2 separate regions of the Sus scrofa genome follow, and region 1 is linked to region 2. A link is a contact called in public Hi-C data. All regions are on one chromosome and are shown on one strand. Each heading gives the region's core, a stretch centred on a gene start, on an enhancer-like site or on the middle of the called end of the contact. The rest is flanking DNA. Distances are from core to core; before and after follow the strand shown.

Evidence for each region. A called contact is a pair of places that touch in the nucleus more often than the background predicts.
Region 1: a contact with region 2 is called in a Hi-C map of liver, with 4 times the contacts expected there. The contact joins the enhancer-like site here to the promoter of WBP4 in region 2. A contact is called at or near these places in 1 of 5 promoter capture datasets (liver), 9 of 47 Hi-C or Micro-C datasets (blood, fetal liver, heart right ventricle and 4 more) and 2 of 2 datasets of contacts at active chromatin or transcription factors (alveolar macrophages and skeletal muscle).

What each region holds. Positions count from the first base shown.
Region 1 is chr11:25,825,591-25,832,522 of Sscrofa11.1, reverse strand. All of the region lies in intron 1 of ELF1 (ETS-related transcription factor Elf-1), which reads right to left. Among named protein-coding and RNA genes, the nearest start is that of TRNAE-UUC, 56 kb to the right of the region's middle. Within about 2 kb of position 1,317, at least 21 of the 83 cell types and tissues checked have an H3K27ac peak or open chromatin away from gene starts, as enhancers often do. A contact at or near this core is called in liver, where this site is marked.
Region 2 is chr11:25,768,960-25,775,636 of Sscrofa11.1, reverse strand. It overlaps WBP4 (WW domain-binding protein 4), which reads left to right and starts at 3,082. Exons shown (of 10, transcript XM_021065642.1): 1 at 3,082-3,314; 2 at 4,810-4,882. It overlaps ELF1 (ETS-related transcription factor Elf-1), which reads right to left and starts at 3,547. Exons shown (of 9, transcript XM_021065635.1): 1 at 3,029-3,547. It overlaps TRNAE-UUC (a tRNA gene), which reads right to left and starts at 2,998; the gene lies at 2,927-2,998.

The DNA of each region.
Region 1 (6,932 bases), core at 68-2,567, 59 kb before region 2:
GAAGTCACTAAGCCATCAACGCCTTACGTTCAACAAGAAAATTGAAAAAAAGGAACCAATCAAACAAAATAAAAAGCAAAAATCTTTTAGATTAGACATCAGTTCTGGCCCAAAGAAGGTAAAATACACCAGCTTAGTCAATGGATGAATGACTACCTTTAATTTGAATGACTTTCTAATAAAATATTCAGATTGTGTATTTATATTTATCATTATATTCATATTTCTAGGGCTGGGAGTATCTAAAGAACTGGAATTTTGTAGCAACTTCAGACATCAAGTACCTGAATGGACAGTATTTTTATATGAAGAGAGAACCGAATAAACAGCTCTTTTCAACATACAGACATACCCCTCCTAAGAAGAGCAAACATATTTAGAAAACCCAAGACACCAGAAGAAATACAACAAAAATGAAAGACAGTAGAGTAAGACCAGTGAGAGCAGAGAGGCTAGTCAAGTTAGAAATGAGAGGCAAGCAATAAACCCATAAAGTGTAATGACTGAAATTCTTAAGTAAAAGACCATAGTTGGGCCTTTTCAGATGTTTTCCAGTATAACAGAATGCTTTATATGAGCTCCCAGCCAGAAGTGAAAATAATAAATCAGTGTTATCAAGATAAATACTATACCATCTTCCAAGGGCCTGTGGAGTCTCAATCTAAAAAAGGGTGGAATCAGGTGCTTTTCGAGCTGAAAAAGATCTAAGAATCACCTAGGACAAGGCATTCACTGAAAAGTTAGAGAATTTTGGCCTAGAGCCCTCTGGCTTGTCCAAGGTCCCCTAGACAGTTAATGGCAAAGAACCAAACAATTCTCTACTTTTCCCCAATTCCCAGCATTAATTGTCTACTTACACCCCTGTATCTACATGAATAGATCATGAGTATTTTTCACAGTGGATTATCTGGATAAATGAAGATGTTCTCAGAAGTACCAGCTATATTACCACCTATGTCATGTAAGTAGCCAGCCTGCTTTAAAGCATCTTTCATTGAAGGGGAGGCAGGGGAAATGAAGTACCTAGATCTTTTTCGGAAGGAGAGCTCTTATCTCCACCCGAATGAAACACAAACTGAGGTTTTTGTATGCTGGTGACACACGCAAAGCTGCAGGAGGCCTTGGACATCTGAATAAGCTCACCTTAGCTTCACCATGTTAAAATGAAACAAACAAAAAACCCACAAAGTCAATACGCTCAAGGGAATAGGCTGAGGTGCCTCTGCTCCACCTTTTTGCTGACACCCCAGAACAGTTCCAGGAGTCGGAGGGCAGGCTGCAATTACTCACCACCCAGACCTGAAAGGCCGGTTCTTGCACATTGCTCTCCACCTCCCATCATTGGCCTCTTGGGCCTACCTGGTGTCAGATTACACTCAGGCAGCCTTGGTAGCACCTTGCAAAACGGCCAACCAGATCTCATACCTAGACCTGTTCAGACCTGTGGTCTCAAGATTAACCCTTTTTCTGAGCATGTTCTCAAAACAAGAGAATTTAAAACCAAAGAGAAATAGCCAACAGTGATCAGACACCGTTTTCTTCGCCTTGGTGGCGAAAAAATGTTTTACTTTCTCCAAATGGCTGAAAGTGATAACTGTCAAAAAGTCATTAATCTGGTGCTTTCATTATGCAAATAAACTGATTGAAGGAACTTTCCTCCCTGCAGCGCCCAAACACCGACAAAAACACACCTATCCAGGGAACACGAACATGCTAAAATGTACTTGTCAGCAAGACCTGTTTGGGCAGCTGAAAAATTTCTTTCTATAACAAACAAGAATCAGCTTGAAAGAAAACTGTTTTGTTTCTGTGGCTGGTTTATTCCCTTATTTAATATTTTCATCTTCGGAGAAAAGGTATGCTCTAGACTGCCCTACCCTGAGAATACAGCAGATACCCCCCCAAATGAAAAGATGGGCAACTTGCTTCTCTACTTAAAGCTAATCAGTGGCTTCCACTACCCATAAGAAAAACTTCAAATGCATGAACAGAGCTTCATGCCCCAAAAAGATGTAGGAAAAATGCAGCCAGTCATCTGAACGTCTGGGCTGGAAGACTGAAGAGGTACAGGCCACCGACCAAGCTTAAAAGAACACCTCTGTCACAATTTTACGACTCTTCACTCCAATCTCAAAAACAGGTATTCCAGCATTTTTGCATTTTATAGTCCCGCATGGCTTCCTACCCTACCCCGTTTTATTAAAGAAACCGAAGTCAGCTCTGCCTCAACTTCTCCCAACTCCTTCCCAGGCTTCCTCTGTCCTCCCTGAGAGGCTCAACCCAGACCTCCTCACACCTTCCTGGGTGATCATGACCTTTTGTACCTGTGGCATTTTAGGGGCCCCTTCCAGGTCACAGCAGAACCAGACTTGAGAATATAAACTCTAGGAGTTCCCGCCGTGGCGCAGTGGCTAACGAATCCGACTGGGAACCATGAGGTTGTGGGTTTGATCCCTGGCCTTGCTCAGTGGGTTAAGGATCTGGTGTTGCTGTGGGCTGTGGTGTAGGTGGCAGATGCAGCTTGGATCCCGCGTTGCTGTGGCTCTGTTGCAGGCCAGGGGCTACACCTCCGATTCGACCCTTAGCCTGGGAACCTCCATATGCCATGGGTGCAGCCCTAGAAAAAGACAAAAATAATAATAATAATAATATAAACTCTACACTGAGAACTAACTATGTCTAGATACTTACATCGCAACACGACAATGGGAAGAAAAATTCTGTAAACATGTATGTGTAACTTGGTCCCCATGCTGTACAGTGGGAAAAAAATTAAAATAAAATTTAAAAAATAAGAAAATTAAAAATAAAAATATAGTGGACACCTTTAAATAAAAAAAAGAACATAAACTCTGGAGAAGCCAAACACTGTCACTGTTCCTCAGGCCATCAACAAATCTGATGGACCCAGACCCTCGTGCACAAAACCTCCTGCTCCCTGCATGTAGAAGACCCCTAATTTCATAGCATACCCCATTTTCTTCTTTAAATAATAGAAATCTATGTTGAATAAACTTGGATATGATCCAACAATCCTGATGCTTCAGGCCAGGATCCTTCAGATGGGATTCTTCCCACCACCACCCTCGTTAACTGGAGCTCACGTAAGAAGCTAAACTCAATGACACCCAAAATACTAGAGGCAGTAAAAGCGCAAGATGAGAGATGAGAAGGTAGAAGGAAGGGCATGAGCTTAGGATAAATTACACATAAAAGTTTGTATTTTCCTACTGTACAAATTTTAGACTGAAGCACACTTTAAGTACCATGCTCAGTACTATAAAGATTGATCATACAGAACAGTTCCAGTTTTAGGCCCTCCATCTTTGATAAATTCTCAATTTTTAAATCCTTTGAATCCATTTTCGTTACCGTTAATGAAAGTACACCGACGACCCTTGTATGAGGTTTTCTCCCATAGGAAACAGTTTTCTTATGCTCATCTGATGTCCTTGCAGAGCTAATCCCAGGATCCTAGCACATCCATGTGCAGAAGAAACTATGCTTCGACGGAGACTTGGTGGAAAATATATGGATGAAGAGTTACTGACGGTCCCCCTAAGCTCAGCACTGTGGGAAGTACAAGGAGATAACGCATGGCCTTGTTCCCAGGATGCTCATGATCCAGTTTGGGAAACAAGATCAAGAGAGACAACAATTGAACACCAAAAGTATTTCATGAAACACCAGGAAAACTGGCCAATAGGGCAGCATTTCAGGAGAGGGGATGGTCAAATGGGTCAAGACAATGAAGGGCCTCAACTTGACCTTCAAATGAGTTGGGTCTACCGCCTCACCACCCTGAACACGCAATCTCACCTGATCTTGGAAGCTAAGCAGGGTTGGGCCTGGGTGATACTGGGATGGTTGGACGGGAAACTGTCCAAGAATGTTGGCGTGCTGTGGGCTTTAAAGAAAAAGGGAGGTACAGAGTTCCCGTCGTGGCTTAGTGGTTAATGAAGCCGACTAGGAACCATGAGGTTGTGGGTTCGATCCCTGGCCTCGCTCAGTGGGTTAAGGATCCGGCGTGGTCGTGAGCTGTGGTGTAGGTTGCAAACGCATCTCAGATCCCTTGTGGCTGTGGCCGTGGCCTAGGCCAGTGGCTACAGCTCCGATTGGAACCCTAGCCTGGGAACCTCCATATGCCACGGGAGGCGGCCCTAGAAAAGGCAAAAAGGCAAAAAGACAAAAAAAAAAAAAAAAAAAAAAAAAAAAAAAGTGAGGTAGGATGTAGAGAGACGATGGGGGAGGGGAAAGATAATAAAGTAGAGGGTATATATGTACCTGTGTTCAATCATGTGTTTCCCCGTGTGTGTGTGTGTGTGTGTGTGTGTGAAGGCTGAGACACGAAAGAATGAAAAGGATCAAAATTGACCCAAGCAGGAGTTCCCATCATGGCATAGTGGAAACAAATCTGACTAGGAACCACGAAGTTGTGGGTTCGATCCCTGGTCTTGCTCAGTGGGTTAAGGATCTGGCATTTCCGTGAGCTGTGGTGTAGGTCACAGACATGGTTCAGATCCCACGTGGCCGTGGCCGTGGTGCAGGCTGGTAGCTACAGCTTTGATTCTACCCCTAGCCTGGGAACCTCCATATGCCACGGGTGTGGCCTTAAAATTTAAAAAAAATTTTAAAAAATTAAAAAAAAAAAACCTGACCCAAGTACATTTGGAGACATTTTAACAACTAGATAACAGCGAAGAAGTGGCAATGGGAAATGGTAGAAAATGTGCTTTTTAAAGCAACGCAAAACCAAATTATGGAGAGTCCTGAAAGCCAGGCAGTGGAATTTAGGCTTGATTTGGAAAGAAAAAGTGGCAAGTTCCTGGAGCTTTTCAAAGCTGGTTGCAACAACGGAGTGTGGTCCCCTGATTATAAACCCCAGTGCAAGTCACATATGTGGGATACGGTAACTACCATCCAAAAATAATGAGAACGGCTTAAACAAACATTACGGAGCCTGATTGCTACACTGATAACTTCTAGCCACCAATGTGTATACTATCCTCCTTAAATTCTTCATTAATTACTTTGTAACAGAGATCCTCAACAAGGATTTGTAAACCACTCATAGTGTGGGGAAATTATTTAAAACAAAAATCAATCACTGCACTAGTTCACTGAGAGTTTTTATTCTTTGCCTAAGAATTGAAAGGGAGAGAGAGGAAGATAAGATTTTCCAGAAGATATGACTTATCGCCACGCAATCCTCCTTAGACGTTACTCAACTGAACATCAAAACTGTCCTACATCCAGAGTTCCCGCTGTGCTGCAAAGAGATCCTCAGCATCCTGCAGCACCAGGACGCAGATCCCTGACCTGGCACAGCGGCTTAAAGGATCCAGTGTTCCCACAGATGTGGTTCAGATCTGACTCATGGCCCAGGGAATGCCATATACCACAGGGCAGCCGAAAAGGAAAAAAAAATCTTATATCCATTTGGATAGCAGAGATACTTTGAAATATATGAACTAGTTGCATTTATGGAGAACTGCATCTTGCCATTTATAGTATCGAACAGTCTGAATGGATGATGCTGATTTACTCGGTGAAGAAGGGTGACATGCATGACAGATCAAAGTACCAGAGGCACTTAATAGAGACGTCTATCACCACCTTTCAAGGAATCTTCACTTTCTTCCAGGATGATGTTGAGAAGGGAGATGCTCCTGGAGTGCCTCCCGTGGCGTAGCAGAAATGAGTCTGTCTAGGAACCATGAGGTTTTGGGCTCCATCTCTGGCCTCGCTCAATGGGTTAAGAACCTGGTGTTGCAGTGAGCTGTGGTGTGGGTCACAGATGGGGCTCGGATCTGCTGTGGCTGTGCCTGTGGTGGAGGCCGGCAGCTGTAACTCTGATTCGACCCCTGGCCTGGGAACCTCCATATGCCGTGGGTGCAGCCCTAAAAAGACCAAAAAAAAAAAAACTTGCTTTCGTAGAGGTAACAGGCACTTAGGTTTTTAAAAACACTTTCACATGAAGACACATCCAGAAATTGTACAACAACAAAATAAAGTCCACGTACATTATTATCTGTTGGTAATATCTAATGCCTAATAAGTGGTTTACAATCTCTAAAGCAGAACACTATACTACTTTACTTAATTCTTAAACATCTCTAACAACCCCTGATGTTTCTGCGTAGAAGCAAAAAAACATGACACTTATTATCCTCAAGGCATTTGAGAAAGAGAGGACAACAGCAAATTAGGAAATAAGTCAAAGAAAATAATAACTACTACTCGTGTGCACCAGGCCTTATGCTAAAGAACTTTGCTTTCTCTGTCATTGAAACTTCCTATCAGTAATAACCGCAGATTGAGAGAGCCAATCCAATAAGGGCAAGGACTCTGTCATGGTCACCACACTCCCATGGCTTACACAGATGGCCTAAGACAAATGTGCGCCAAAGGAATACTCGAGATGCTCAGAGTCTGAGCACCTGGCTGGCTTCAGCTCACCCTCATGCATCTACTACCTGCCGAACAAACACCCAGTGCGTACCTACAATACGCCAGACTCTGTTCTAGCTGGAAGGAAGACAGCAGTGAATAAAAACAGATCACAATTCCTGCCTTTGCAGGGCTGCTTTTTTGTTTTTTGTTTTTGTTTTTTTTGGTCTTTTTGCCATTTCTAGGGCCGCTCCCACAGCATATGGAGGTTCCCAGGCTAGGGGTCCAATTGGAACTGTAGCCACTGGCCTATGCCAGAGCCACAGCAACGCAGGATCCGAGCCGCATCTTCAACCCACACCATAGCTCACGGCAACGCCAGATCCTCAACCCACTGAGCTAGTCCAGGAATCAAACCTGCAACCTCATGGTTCCTAGTCGGATTCATTAACCACTGCACCACGACGGGAACTCCTGCGGGGCTTCTAATCTAGTGATCTTAATGTTCCCCTTCAAAACATTCCACTTGAAAAATGTGCAAT
Region 2 (6,677 bases), core at 1,833-4,332:
CTAGTCAGATTCGTTAACTACTGTGCCACGACAGGACCTCCATGGCCAGATACTATTTAATGGATACACCACGTTCTATTCATTCACCAGTTGATGGATATTTGGGTTGTTTCCATTTTCTGATTAAGAGTAATGCTGCTATAAACACTGGTGGACAAGTTTTTCGGGGGACATGTTTCAATTTATCTTACCTTACGGATATATCTAAGAGTGGAAATGTGGGTCATGTGGTAACTCACTGTTTTGATATTTTGAGGGAACTGCCAAAGTGTTTCCCAAAGCTACTGTACCATTTTATGTTTCCACATAAAATGAGGATTCCAACCTATGTGTGAGGGCCCCAAGATCTTCACTATTGAAAGCTGGCTGTTACAGAACAGGAGTGATCTCACCATACAAATATCCTTACCCTCATGGAACTTACATTCTAGTGGAACAAGACAAGAAATAAACCGGAACCAATACCTTTATTTCAGATAAGAAAAAGGAGAAAATAATGTAACCAGAAAGTAACCAGAAAAGGGAGGCTCCAGTGAGGGTAGACAGAAAAGCCCCTCTAAAAAGATAACATTGGGGAATTCCTGTCATGGTGCAGTGGTTAACCAATCCGACTGGGAATCATAAGGTTGCGGGTTCGATCCCTGGCCTTGCTCAGTGGGTTAAGGGTCCAGCGTTGCCATGAGCTGTGGTGTAGGTTGCAGATGCGGGTCGGATCTCTCGTTGCTGTGGCTGTGGTGTAGGCCGGTGGCTACAGCTCCGCTTAGACCCCCTAGCCCGGGAACCTCCATATGCCACGAGGGTGGCCCTAGAAATGACAAAAAGCCAAAAATAAATAAATAAATAAAAAGATAATGTTGGGAGTTCCCATCGAGGCTCAGTGGTAACCAACCCGACTAGCATCCATGAGGACTTTGGGTTCAGTAAAGCTCTTTGCAATTATACTAAGTGCTCAGTTGAAAATCATATCCATTTCAGAGCAATTTGGTACAGTACCGTATCAAGCCATTACAAGATGCAAGGTCAAGATTGAAGCTCCCTCTGGAGCCTAAGCAGAGGGGTCTTTTCTTCCTTCCAAATCTGGGCCTAAGGCTTCAGTGAAGGGTTTCTGAACAAGGACACCATCCCCCTCTAGCTACATGCAACGTTTCCACTTTTATTACTACTACAAAAATTGCTCACCAATTCTTGCAACTCTTAAGTTTGAGAGTGATATGTATTATCAAGAATGTACAGCTCTAAAAAAGAAAGAAAGAAAGAAAGAAAGAAAGAAAGAAAGAAAGAAAGAAAGAAAGAAAGAAAGAAAGAAATTATGGCTCCAAACCCAGAGCACAGAGAAAGTGAAAGATCTACACAAGGTCATAAAGCTAATCATTGCAGGGTCCAAAATATAATGCCGATTCATTATTCTACCCACAACTTCCTAACATGAAGAACGTGAACATCGGATGACTTTCAAAAGTCTCTGATGGTGCTCGGTGCAGACTGGAGGTTCAAATATTTGAATTCATGACGATGATCTAAAACAGTTTTCATCAGAAAGTTTACTTCGAATGATGAAGGATAAGTAATTAATCCTTCATCATGCAGATCACATTCACAGATTATTTCAAAACTCACGGTGCAGTTAAAACTTTGGGAAAGCACATTGAAACCTTGTGCTCTTCAAAACAGCCCTGACCAGAAACCCATCCACAAGCCGCACTTTTTCCTTCTTCATTTGCTCCCAGAGACCCAAGAGACTAAACATTAGGGCTCACCCCATTTTTCTAATGTCAGCCCGCATTTAAGATAACGCTTTTGTCTCATGTACAGCTCACATGCTGCTGACACAGCTGCCCCTTCTTTGTAATAAACACAGGGCTTCTATATTTAAAAATACAGTGAAACTTTGTTGTAACATCCCCTCCCGTCTCCAGCCAATTTTCTCTTCCAAGCCCCACCTCCAACCCCAGGATTCTCTATCGGCGGCACTCAAAACGTTAGACCTTTGTGCAAAGACAAGTTTCTTTAAAGACAACTCATCCTAGTGGTATTTCTCTTTTCCACTGTGTGTGTGTGTGTGTGTGTGTGTGTGTGTGTGTGTGTGTTGGGATTGGGGGGATGGGGGCGGAGAATGGGACAGATGCCCTGCCCCAGAGGCCTTCCGAAGCCAAGGCACTCAAGTCTGTGGCTCTGGAGTCTGGGGTAGTTTTGTGAACCACGGCCAGCGACCCGACGTCCAGTTGGGAGGACCTCGCAGGCCGGCCTCGGGGCGGGGCTCCGGCGCCGCGGGAGCCCCGGGTGGACACGCGGCCGATGGGGCGGCCGCGGGCAGCGGCGCGGTGGCGAAATTGGTGCCCGCGGGCATCGGAGATCCCCCGCCCGCCCTCGGCTCCCCCCAGCCCTGCCCGGGGGCTGCCTTGGGGCGGGGGTGTTTCTAGTAAACACCCGGCCAAGATAAGGAGGACTTGCGAGCCAGGCGAGGGCTCCCGGAGGCCGAAGGCTGGGGACAAACACTCCCCGCGTCGCTTGGGACCGTCAGAAGGGGGCGGCCGAGGAGGAGGGTGTGGGCCCGAGGTGGGGCGCTGGGGGCAGATAAGGCGAGGCCGGAGTTAATCATCACCTCCCGAGCGTTTGGAAAGGGACGGCCCGGGGACTGGAGGAGCTGGAGGGCGGCCCGGGGAAAGTGAAACTCCTTCCTCGCGGCTCAGCCCCGCCAGGCTCCAGCGGGAGCACCGGGACCCTGAGCGTGGTCGCTCCGCCAGCCCGGCCGGCGCAGCACTCGTGGCTCCCAAAGCCGCAGCCCAGATCACGGCGTCTCTAACAAGTACACTAAAGCGAGTTTTCCACCGTATCACCCACCAAAAGAAGGGAGAAAAAGAGCCAGAGCCATTGGAAATAAAATAAAAGTTACCCCCAGGGCCCATTTCTAAAAGTGGTTGCAACGTTCCCATACCGGGAGTCGAACCCGGGCCGCCTGGGTGAAAACCAGGAATCCTAACCGCTAGACCATATGGGAAGTGCTGCTGAGAGCACGGCGGTGACTCACCTGACAAGCGCAAACGCTGCCTCTGTTCCGTCTCTACCTCCCGCCACCATCCGAGCCGCCGCCGCCGCCGCTGTTGCTTGCTGCCCACGCGCTCGCGAGCCAGGGAACGCGCCCGTCCCGAGCGCGCGGGCGTCCCGGGGGCGGGGCGGGGTCGCTCCGCCGCCTCGGGAAAGTTTTGAGGCCAAGCTCCACGAGTCGCGGTCCTGAAACCAACTGTTTCACCTCTCTTTTTTGAACTCCGCCAACAGCCCCCAGCCTACAGGTCCGGGCTGCTCCGCTGGTCAAAGTGCGTGCGGACTAGTTGGCAAAGTTGAGGGCGGCGACGTCTCTGGGAACAGCTGTTTGCGTTCGGGGCGGAGGCGGCGCGCGAGCTCCTGGGCCACGGGCCAGCGAGCCTAGAAGAAGGGTGGAGGTTCTGGATCCCAGGGGGAGAGAGAGAGAAAAAAAGGAGAGATGACGCGGGGACGTGAGGCTCGAGCTTCCCGGCCTTCAGCTCAGGTCCCGTCGCGCTTTCGCCCCTTCTCGGTGACCTCAACCCCTTTATAGCGACCCCACCTCTCCGGAGCCGGGAGTACCGCCCCTGGAGGAGGAGGGGAAGGGGAGGAGATTTCAAACGCGGATTGAGTCGTCTGGGCACCCGTAGTTGGGAACCGGGGAGCACTGGTCCGGAGGAAGGAGGGAGGCGTCCGGGGCTCGGAGGCTCCGGTGGGCCTCGCGGTGATCCGGGCTCGGACTCTCCCTGTGTGGGGCACGCGAGCCTTAATCGGACCCGGGGGCGACCCGCGGAGCGGCTGGTCCAGTCATGTGAGTCAGGTCTCAGGCTCTAAACAAGGAGGTCTTGTTTCTCCGGGAGGCCCTTTCCCCGCCGGGTCTCTTCCTCCGCCACCACCCCCTCTCCCCCCGCCCGCGGCCGGGGGCGTGACGGACGCTCTCTTAACTCGCTCGGGACCGGCGGCCGACTGGCGGGGCCGGTTCTCCGTGCGGCGTAGGGATGCTACCCCGCGGAGCGCCCTGGGGGCCTGGAGTACGGACCCCTGGAGGGAGGCTGGCGGCCTCTGGAGGTTGGACGGCCGCCGGGATGCTACGGAGCGCTCCCTCCACCTAGCGGGTCGGAAGCCGCGAGCATCCTTTTCGTTTCTCTCGAGCTGGAACCCCGGGGTATTGTGAAAGTATAGGGCTGGACCGCGGCCACCGCTGCCTCCTCCCATCACTAGAAGCGGGCAGCCCTGGTGAGCTTCTAACTTTTTTTAGTTTTTGGTTTTACCGGCTGAGAGATCCTTTGGCTTTTCCAACTCTCTTTTTCTTCCCCTGAGGCTCAAATTGTATTAACTGATGGTCTTAGAGGGATCACAGTCACGCATTGGAGGCGTCTTCTGCTTTGTTCTTTGGGTGGAAATAACGTGATTTAAAGCAAACTTTACGAGTTTCTTCATGCCTCCATTGCCGTAACCTCCAAAAATTCCAGAAAGGAGTCGAAGGGATAAGTAATCTTCTCCAAGATGATCTTTATTTCTTCACGCGGATGACAGTAAAAAATGAGAAATTTTGTTTAAGCTGTTTCGTTTAGGAGACTTTTAAAGCCGATGCAGACTTTTTCTACTCCACTGGCAATAGAATTATAGTTGATTGCTTTCAATCAGCTAAATAATGAAGCAGGGTGCTGTGTGTAACAAGACAAGATTCAGTAGCAGTGCCTTATATTTCGGCCTCTTTAAGATGTAAGTCATGTAAAAATCTTTTTAAATTCTAAATGAACTTAAACTTATTTTTCTCTTTTCCAGGGCAGACTACTGGAAGTCACAACCAAAGAAATTCTGTGATTACTGCAAGTGCTGGATAGCAGACAATAGGCCTGTATGATAATTCCTCTATTCCTCTATTATTAGAGATTCTAATAATAATAAAGTCTTTCTTTCTGACTTAAACTCAGAGCTTACAAAACACTTTCATATACATTGCTCTTGACTTTTCAAAACATGAGCAATTTCTATTGTCTTTTCATTCTTAGTAGGGAAGCTGTGAGCCTTCTTTTTCATCAGCCCAAATTTGATTATATACTAAGCCAAATTATTTCTCTGTGGCCCTTCAGTCACATTCAGGAACTGGACAATGAGTGGGTAATCGCATTCATGTGTATGCAACACCTACATTTATAATGGTGCTGTTTGTAATATTGTCGTATACAAAGAAAAATAAAAGCAGAGAGTCCTTAATGAGTAAAAAGAAACATTATCTTAGCTAGTCTTGTATTTTTCTTGCTCTAGAGATAGCTAAATGTATTTGATACAGAACAAATATAAATGGATGCTTATTTTGAAAGAACATCAATAACTTTGTCATGGAATATGAAAATAGCAACCTTTAAGCAATTATTACTGTATCTCTTAATATCTACTGTATCTCTCATTCAATTTTTAAGACATAAAACGAGGAGTTCCCATTGTGGCTCAGCAGTAATGAACCCAACTAATATCCATGAGGATTCAGGTTCAATCTGTGGCCTTGCTCAGTGAATTAAAGGATCCAACCTTGCCTGTGAGCTGTGGTGTAGATCACAGACAAGGCTTGGATCCTACGTTGCTGTGGCTGTGGCATAGGTTGGCAGCTGCAGCTCCGATTTGACCCCTAGCCTGGGAACCTCTGTATACTGCACATGTGGCCCTAAAAAGCCAAAAAAAGAAAAAAGACATAAAAAGTACCATTGATTTCTTCTGTCCATCTCATGCTTGTCATTGTACTATATACGTAGCTCATAAATGATAGAGTATTTTGGCCATGCCTAGGGCATGCTGAAGTTCCCAGGCCAGGGATTGAACTGGCGCCTCCGCTGTAACCCTAGCCATAGCAGTGACCTGGATCTTTAATTCACTAGGCCACCAGGGATGTTTTAAATGTTATATGTATTCTTTTTTTTTCTTATTATGGCACATTAGCATATGGAAGTTCCCCAACCAGAGGTTGAATTGGAGCTGCATCTGTGAACTATACCTTAGTTTGTGGCAATGCTAGATCCTTAACCCACTGAGCCAGGCCAGGGCTGGAACTGCCATCCTCACAGAGTCATTGGGTGCTTAACCCACTGAGCCACACAATAGGAACTTCTAAATGTTTTATATATTTATATCCTATTACTTGGTAGAGATGGATGCAAAAAAGAATAGGGGGCCTTATCTTTAACTTTTTTTTTTCTTTTGTCTTTTTAGGGCCGTCCATGGCATATGAAAGTTCCCAGGCGAGGGGTCAAATTGGAGCTGTAGTTGCTGGCCTACGCCAGAGCCACAGTGATGCCACATCTTAGCCACGTCTGCGACCTATACCACAGCTCACAGCAACACTGGATCCTTAACCCACTGAGCGAGGCCAGGGATCGAACCCACAACCTCATGGTTCCTAGTCGGATTCCTTAACCACTGAGCCAGGACAGGAACTCCTGTCATGGTTTATTTTAAGCACCAAAGGAAACCTTGTCAGAAGGCATAATAATGAATAATATGGTTCTGCTCCCTAGTATCATTTGATGAAAGGGGCCAATGTGCATTAAAATTATTTTCATCTTTTCTGCCAGTTGTCGTAGTTTGCATTTTGTTATGTTCCATTTCTACATTTACTGTTGCTTTGCTGTAAACATTATAATGTGTAGTTTTCCTTT